Linked DNA regions of Oryctolagus cuniculus: region 1 is linked to region 2. A link is a contact called in public Hi-C data. All regions are on one chromosome and are shown on one strand. Each heading gives the region's core, a stretch centred on a gene start, on an enhancer-like site or on the middle of the called end of the contact. The rest is flanking DNA. Distances are from core to core; before and after follow the strand shown. Region 1 overlaps LOC138849293 (a long non-coding RNA gene). Region 2 holds the start of GTF2E1 (general transcription factor IIE subunit 1).

Region 1 (3,951 bases), core at 687-3,186, 150 kb before region 2:
TCCAAGTCTCACCCCTGGGAAGTAGAGGCACAGGACAGAAATGCCTGTGCTCCAGTTTGAGAGCTTCGGTTTGGCCTCTCTGCTATGCATTGTTTCTTCCTTATGGGACTAATATATTAAAAACATTTTTTTCAAGAATACTAAGCCGTTGTGGCTGTTGTTTTAATTTGTTGTTGTCTAAGAGGTTAGATTTACCTTGGCTTAAGAGACCATTAATTTAGTAAATTTCCTTAGATGTGGCAACTACCATTCTAAAAGCCTTAAAAATAAACGTAATAAGACACTGCACTCAGGTCTAGCAGACAAGAAGATGGACTTGGATCCTTTCCAAAGCCAGTGATTTTACACTCAGATGCCTCTGGCCTTCTTGTTCAGTTTAACAAGCTAGTTCACGAGGCAACATTATCTTTAAAGACTTTTTTTTTTTTGAAAGAGGGGATGGTTTTTAGGAGAAAGTAGGGAGCCCAAAGAGCTTTGGATTCACTTCCCGATTCTGCTGGGTGACCTTAGACTAGCCGCTTCCCCTCTCTGAGCCCAAGTATCCCTGCCTGAACCATGTGACGGGTGGACGAGACTGGAGTCCATTCAAGCCAAGGTCAGTGGTAGCAATCTCAGGATTTCCAGGACATACGTGTGGGCCACCAGTGAAGACCAAGAATAGAGGCGTGGAAGCCAGGGCCCCAGAACCACACTGCCTCTGATTTCTCCTGCTCAGAGTAGCTCTCGTCTTATTTGTCCCAGGGAGAGAGTCTGTGTCAAATTTTATTTTAAATAAGGTGCTGCTGATTTTAGCACTTCAAACATCAACAAAACAGCTTGTGTCCAAATATCCATTCTGGATTCTTCCTTTTAGAGGTCTTCTTGCTCTGGGGGCATGTCCACTGGTCACCCCTGCATGACCAACATGCCTGTGCCAACCCCAGCTGACCACATGTTACACAGCCTTTGGAGATCCGAGGCATGAGCTGGGCTGGTCATCCTGTTCTTGTAACTGTGGCCGGCAGGGAAGGACAGGGAGGCAGTGCCGCAGTTGCTGGGTAGAGATTTGATTTTTTTTTTTTAACCTGCAGGCATTTGTTTCAGCCACTTTGGAAAAACAGTTCCAGAGTCGTCCCCAGCCCCCAGCAGCACAGCGGTGTCCTCATTCGAATGCTGCCGCTTTGTCTAGGAGAGCGCTCTGCAATGCCACCGCGCCAGTTCTAACTGCACTCCTGTCCGGGAAGCAGCGACTCAGATCGGATTCCACGTCCTCTCCCCCTGCACTTTGTTTTTTGGTTGTCTCCCTCCCAGTGTGCTTCCAAACTCGCCTCTGAAAGCCAGTGATCTTTGGCGGCCACTGCAGTTGGGGCTGAGCCAGTCCAGCCCTACCCTCGGCACCTAAGCCCTTTCTGCTGCTGATTTCTCTCTCACACAACGTGGCTGCTTTGCCCAGAATGGAGCCAGAGCAATTTTCCTTTAGGAAGAGCTGATGTGGAGGTTCATCCGAAATTCAGTGGTGCTAGAAGCAGACAAGATAAATCAGTGTGTGCTACTCACTGCAGGTCAGTGAGGCTCAAGAACTTGCTGCTGGATGTGTTAAGTCAGGATGTGGGAGGGAAAAGCACCCTGATTTTGCCTCACTGAATCCTTAGAATAATTCTCCCGGGTAGGTACTGTACTCTTAGCCCCTTTTGTTAGAGGAAGAAGCAGGCTGGGAGAGGTGGAATAGCTTGTCCAAACACACAGGAAGCGGCAGGTGCAGGAATTGAACTTGTTCTCTCTGGCACCAAACGCCCTGTTTTCTCCACTACACCATGCTGCCTTCTTGATGAGCATGCTGACTCATTTGAGAAGTTATGTAAGCTTGTAAATCACATTGAGATTCCCAGATAATGTGTCTGCCTAAAGAACAGAGTGTTGCCACGAGGCGCTTTGGTGCAGTGGCAGAAGCTCCGCAAGAGGCACTGTGCTGGTGGCAAGGACTCTGCAGAACTGCTGAGAGGGAGCAGACTGCACCAGCGAGCTCCTCACCAGCGTCGTGGTTTGCTTGTCCCTTCCCCCTCTCAATCTGCTCTTAAACAACGGGATTTTTAGGTTATGAAAAAGCCACGTGTCCATTTAATTCCTGGGTAGTTACTGAAAAGATACTCTGCACAAATCAGATAGCTTGGTCCCTCAAGACAGTCACCTCCAGCAGGAGAAATATGCAAGGCCAGTTTCAGCGTCATCTGCATGCACTTTTCACCGACTAGGAGAGTGACAGAACCAGATTTGAACTTGGAAAGTTATCCATGGCCTCTGTGTGGGGAGAGGGAGAGGAGATGCAAAGCAGTGGGTAGTGTCAGTGCCCGACCCGTGTCCGCTAAGTATTCACAACTCCATACTAAAGACTATCTGCCCCCTGTGCTTGGACACAGCAGAGGCAAGAAGATCCAGGAAGCTCATTTCTTGACAACAGCCCTCAACAACAACGGGTGGCGAGCTGATGATTAAACACCCCAAGCCCCTTGCCTGTCCCCGGAGATGACTCCATGTTATCTCCCACATTTCCCAGCGGGATGGCGCTCCAGTGTTCTGGAGAACTAAGTTTCTTAAAGTGCGTTGGCTTCACACCCTGTATTGCCCTCTTTAACTTCACTGTCTCATCCCCTGACTCAACTCCCGGGGTTTTCTGAATCACTTCTCAAACTATTTATAGTCAAGTCCTTATGTCAGGCTCTGTTTCTGGGGAAACCCAAATAGAATCCACTCAACACCTCAGTGCAGAAATAAGTAATGGAGGCCGGACAAAGGGAGCAGAAGCGGGAATGTAGAGGATGGGGTGCATATGAGGAACAGTCACCTGAGATTTAAGATGGCAAGGAACTCCTACGACTCAATAGCAAAACAAAACAAAACAAATACTCAATAAAAACATGGTCCCAGACCTTGAATGGACATAACTCTGAAGAAGACATTTACATATGGCCAATAGTTTACAAGAAAAAAATGCTCAACATCACGAATCATCAGGAAAATGCAAATTGAAACTACAATGAGATACCATCTCACTCACACCTGCCGGGATGGTTATGAGAAAATAAAAACAAAAACAAAAACAAAAAAGAGAGTAAGTACTGGGGATGACGTGGAGGAAATCGGAAGCCTCACCCACTGTTGGTGGGAGTGGGAAGTGGTGCAAACAGGAAGCAGTAGGGCAGTGCCTCAACAAATTAGAAATAGAACTACCACATGATCTAGCAATTCCACTTCTAGGTATTTTTCCAAAACCTGAAATCGGTTTCTCAAAGTGATAGTAGCACACCCATGTTCACTGTAGCACTAGTCACAATAGCAAGATATGAAAACAACTCAAATAGCCACCAACACATGAGGGGAACAGGAAATTGTGCTATATACCTATGAGGGGGCTTCAGAAAGTTTATGGAAAATGCATATTATCCTTTAATTCCTTTCTCCTTGCACTTTTTGAGGTATCCTCTATAAGGGAATACTCTCTAGTCTTAAAATAGAAGGACATTCTGCAACATAACATGGACGAACCTTGAGGACATTATGCTAAGCGAAGTGGGCCAGTCATAGACAAATGTTGCATAACTCCATATGCAGGGTATCTAAAATAGTCAAAGTCACCGAAGCACAGAAGTGTGGCTGCCTGGGGGCCAGCAGAGGGGGAAATGGGGTTCCTAACAATGAGCATTAAGTTTCAGCCAAGCAAGAGTCAACATTTAATATAGTGTACACTTAGAAATCTACTCGAGGGTAGGTCTTGTTTAAATGCTCTTGCCACAATAAACAGAAGAACTGGTTCCATGGAATGGTAAGAGAGAAGGGAGGGAAGTCAGACTCGGCAAGGATGAGAAGAGTCAGGGGTAAGAAGCCTCTGAGTGGATGCTGATGCCTTAAGCCAGACTAGGGAACACACTGGGGGCAAGAAAGTCAATCCCACTCCAGACAAGGAAGAAATGACAT
Region 2 (3,891 bases), core at 382-2,881:
AACTTTTATATGTTGAATTGAGTGATTTTATTAAATTAACTTCAGAACCACTTCATGCTAAGTGACGAAAAAAAATGGAGTTGACATAAATTGTATAGAATTTCATAATGAAACTTCCTTAGTGGAATATTAAATAATGCTGTCTATACAATATTTTGTAATGCAAATAATCTTCTTCAGGCAATGTGAAACATCCTTAAACTGCTGCTCCCTGCCACAATTTTATGTAATTTCTGCAAGACTAATTTTCAAGCTCTTTGAAAACTGGGGTATGCCTTCTGTACATTCAAGCATCTAGCACAATGTCTTTGTTCATATCATAAATTTGAAGGTCAACTTCAGTAAAGCAGATCTATAAAATCCAAGGTTAAGATTTATTCAAGTTCTTAAGGACAGCTGAACTAGAGGTTATGGTGGGAAAGAGAAGGATGCTGTCCTAGAAGGGGGAAATGCAGACTTCAACAGTAGTTTCCAAATGCCCAAGGTGGGAGCTGAACTTTAACACCAGAATTAAACTGGGTTCAGCGGCAGATATAAGATGCTTCTCTCTATTCATTACTGTCTAGCACAAATTGGGTTTTCAACTGAGATTAAAATAGAGGCAGGCTTTTGCCCTAGCAGTCAAGAGCCTGCATCCCATACAGGAGTGTCTGGGTTCCATACTTGTCTCCTATTCCCAACACATTTTCCTGCTAATGCAGACCCTGGAAGAGAGTGGTGATGCTTCAAGTAGTCAGTTCCTAGTACCCACGTGGGAGACCTGGATTGCGTGCTTGCTTTCCGCTCGCTGGACTTATGGGGATTTTAGGGAGTGCAGAGGATCTCTCTGTCTCTCTCTCTCTGCCTATCAAATACATTCTTTTTTTAAAGACTGACAAGGAAATCAAAAAGCTCAGTTAACAGTAAAATAGGACCACCACTCAGTATTTCATTACATTATCTAGCTTAGTGTTTAAGTGTAGGGACTCTGGGTTCAAACTGGTTCTGTCATTCACATCTCTCCACTGCACTTTTTCATCTATAAAACAGCAACAGGAATAATTTATGAAGAGCATTTGCCAGTGTCATTCTTAGCTCACTTTTCACTTCCCGTTGATGAACAAAATCTCCTGAAGGCACGATCCTGCTAATTTCTGTACTGTTAGCCTAGAGCCTAATACAGTACTCAAAGTCTGCATACTTTAAAAAATAAAGTAACGGCCAAGGCACTCCAGGCTAACATCTCCTTGGAGACCGAGGGGGTAACGTTAGGAAGGCGGAGAAAGGCCCGGGCTCCCCTACCCGCACGACGCGAGAGCTTCGTCAACTAGAGCAAGGGCCTCTGGGAAGTGTAGTTTTTAGGCCTTGAGAGGCACTCCAGCCTCAGGTCGAAGAGCCAGGAAGTTGCAGGGGGAGAAGAGTCAATGGGAAGCGGTTATTGGATAACTCCGAAGTGTCGGAATCCCCAGAAGTGGATTAAGCCGCTCACCTGAGTCTCCCAACACCAAGACCTTCACCCGATCCAGAGACGCCATCTTGCCACTGCCTTCCTGGGGTAACGCCTGTTCCGGGAGTCTACACCAATCGGAGCGGGACATGGAGGGCAGCGCCTTCAATTTCATTGGCCGGCTTGGGCGTGATTGTCTTGATTGAAGCCTTCACCATCCTGATTGGCCGACCAGGTTAAAGGTGGAGTCCAAGGCCGGTCGCAGGAATTAGGCGTATTCTTTGTCGCGCGAGTGGCGTGGCCCGGTTAAGCCGGTAGTTGAGGTCCGGAGGGAAGCCGGAGTGGGAGTGTTCGAGCGTTCGCTTAGGTAAACCTTGTTCCCTGCTCCTTGTTCCCAGTTCTCTGGCCCAGCGTCGCTTTTCTTGGTTTCTCATTCTTTTCGCTCCTCTCTCCGTAACTGTCCTCCTCTCCCCAGCCACTCTCCTGCCCTGCTCCTCTCTTTGGTCCTTCTTAGAACCCTTGACTCGGAGCGGTCCGTGTGCGACATCGGGTAGGATGGACGTGGCTGCGCCGAGTGTGGCCCTCGACGCATCTGGGAAAGTCCGAGGGAGTTCGGGGTCTCGAGTCGGGAGGAGTGAGCGTTACTGCCCCGGGCTCGTGGAGGGCAGGCGGCCCCGGAGGTTTCGCGGGAGCCTGCTGTTTTCTGTACGAACGCGTGGAGTGCCTGAAGTGTGATAAACTGAGGAACTGCAGTTAGAGACCGTGCCTAGAAACCAAGTTCTCCAAACTAGAACAGTTGTATACAGAAATCCTCTAGCTGGATTCCCGCGTGCTCTCCTCTTTCCTTTTATTCTCCACGCTGCAGTCAGCGTAATCCTTTGAAAGCGCGAATTTGATCCCGTCTACCACCCGCCTTAAATCCTCCTAAATTAAGAAGAGGTTGTTTAATAACCTATCTTTTTCTTTTGTGGAAGCAGGAGTGGGGGAAGTGAACCGCGGGGCAGCTGGCAGGATGGGCATGATGGGAGAACACGTGCCTAGATGTATTCCAAGTTTTGTATGAGTACTCGACTACCTGTGTTAGAGGCTGGAAATTCGCTGGTGAACAAGATGAAGTCCTTGGTGTTAGCGACAGACGTGGAGAAGATGCTGGTGTGGACGGATATGAAACTGAGAAAACAGAATGCTGCCTTTTCAGCTTAGTTTCTCCAGTTTCATCCCTGTGCACAGTGTACGTGAAAATTTGTATGATGAGAACACATGCGGGGCTGGATTGGGTAGGGGGGAGGTGAGACAGAGATGACTGAGAATGAAGATAAAAATCAGCAGCAGGGGCCCTTGGAAGTCACACGCTCAGAAGTCTCCAGAGACCCAAGAAGCTTCTTTTATGTTGGGAGTGTCAACTGCTGTACAGCTTGGACTTACTGTTTCCATGGGGGAACTGGGCTCATTTTTTTTTTCTCCAGTGTTTCCAATCTTCATGGAGAGCTAGAGGTTGAAATTCATGTAAACTCTCACGGTGTTTAGATGTTGACAGCTAATTCAAAACATTTCGTTGAGTGGAACAGTGAGTGCAGACTGTCGGTTGGAGGCTTCTGACCTAAGTCACTTAGGATATCCAGAGAGTAAGGAGAGTCAGCGTGAGTGGGAAAGGGGGAGTGGTGGCGGAGAATGTAGAGGTTGTGGACAAGATGGCACAGCTTGACTTCATTTCTGAGCTCCAGTTTCATTTATTTAGCTGCCTGCTGGACATCTTCAGAGAAATAACTTTTGGTGTTTCCTCAAAGAGAAGTGTCTAAAAGTGAATGCTTTGTTTCTTCCAAATCCGTTCCTCTTCAGGTATTATCTATTTCTTAGAGTAGTGCTTTTCTCTCCACATTTACGATGGCTCAAAACAAATAGATATTTAAGGTTTTTCCTACACTAGTACTCTTTTTACTATATTGTTGATTTTTAATTTCATTTCTGTAATTTATTCTTCCTGTCCTTGCAATTTTTTGCTTTCTTTTTGAGTTTAGGCATTATTACTCTAGCTCTTAATACTCCTGCAGTACCTTCATCTTTATTGCTTCCGTCCATTCTCATACTGCTGTGAAAGTCACTTTTCTATCTAGTCACTTACTATGAATGCCACTTATGTCAGTTCTGAAAGTAAAACACTGTACATTAATTATTTCATTTAGTCTTTCCATCAATTGTATGAAGAAGGTCCTATTAATCGTTTTTTATGTATGAAGAAACTGAAGCTGAGATTTTTCATGGGTCACGGGCTAAGGAAATGGTAGAACTGGATTCAAAATCCAAAACTATTGGATTGCAGAATCCACATGTTGCTCCTTTGCTGTGCTATTCAGGGCTTTCTAAGGTGTTTCAGTCAGAGGAAGTAGGCTGAGTGTTAAGTGGTCCAAAGATGTCCCCTTGCAGGATTTGCTTTGGTAGGAAATTCAATAACCAGGAAGCCACCT

Evidence for each region. A called contact is a pair of places that touch in the nucleus more often than the background predicts.
Region 1: a Hi-C map of embryonic fibroblasts shows a contact between it and region 2, with 2.8 times the contacts expected there. The contact joins the enhancer-like site here to the promoter of GTF2E1 in region 2. A contact is called at or near these places in 5 of 6 Hi-C or Micro-C datasets (ear pinna, embryonic fibroblasts, psoas muscle and 2 more).

What each region holds. Positions count from the first base shown.
Region 1 is chr4:77,000,690-77,004,640 of mOryCun1.1, forward strand. It overlaps LOC138849293 (a long non-coding RNA gene), which reads left to right. Exons shown (of 4, transcript XR_011387913.1): 4 at 1,071-3,084. Among named protein-coding and RNA genes, the nearest start is that of NDUFB4, 12 kb to the right of the region's middle. Within about 2 kb of position 1,937, at least 3 of the 8 cell types and tissues checked have an H3K27ac peak or open chromatin away from gene starts, as enhancers often do.
Region 2 is chr4:77,155,019-77,158,909 of mOryCun1.1, forward strand. It overlaps GTF2E1 (general transcription factor IIE subunit 1), which reads left to right and starts at 1,632. Exons shown (of 5, transcript XM_002716646.5): 1 at 1,632-1,793. It overlaps RABL3 (RAB, member of RAS oncogene family like 3), which reads right to left and starts at 1,610. Exons shown (of 8, transcript XM_002716648.5): 1 at 1,469-1,610. The coding sequence starts at 1,601.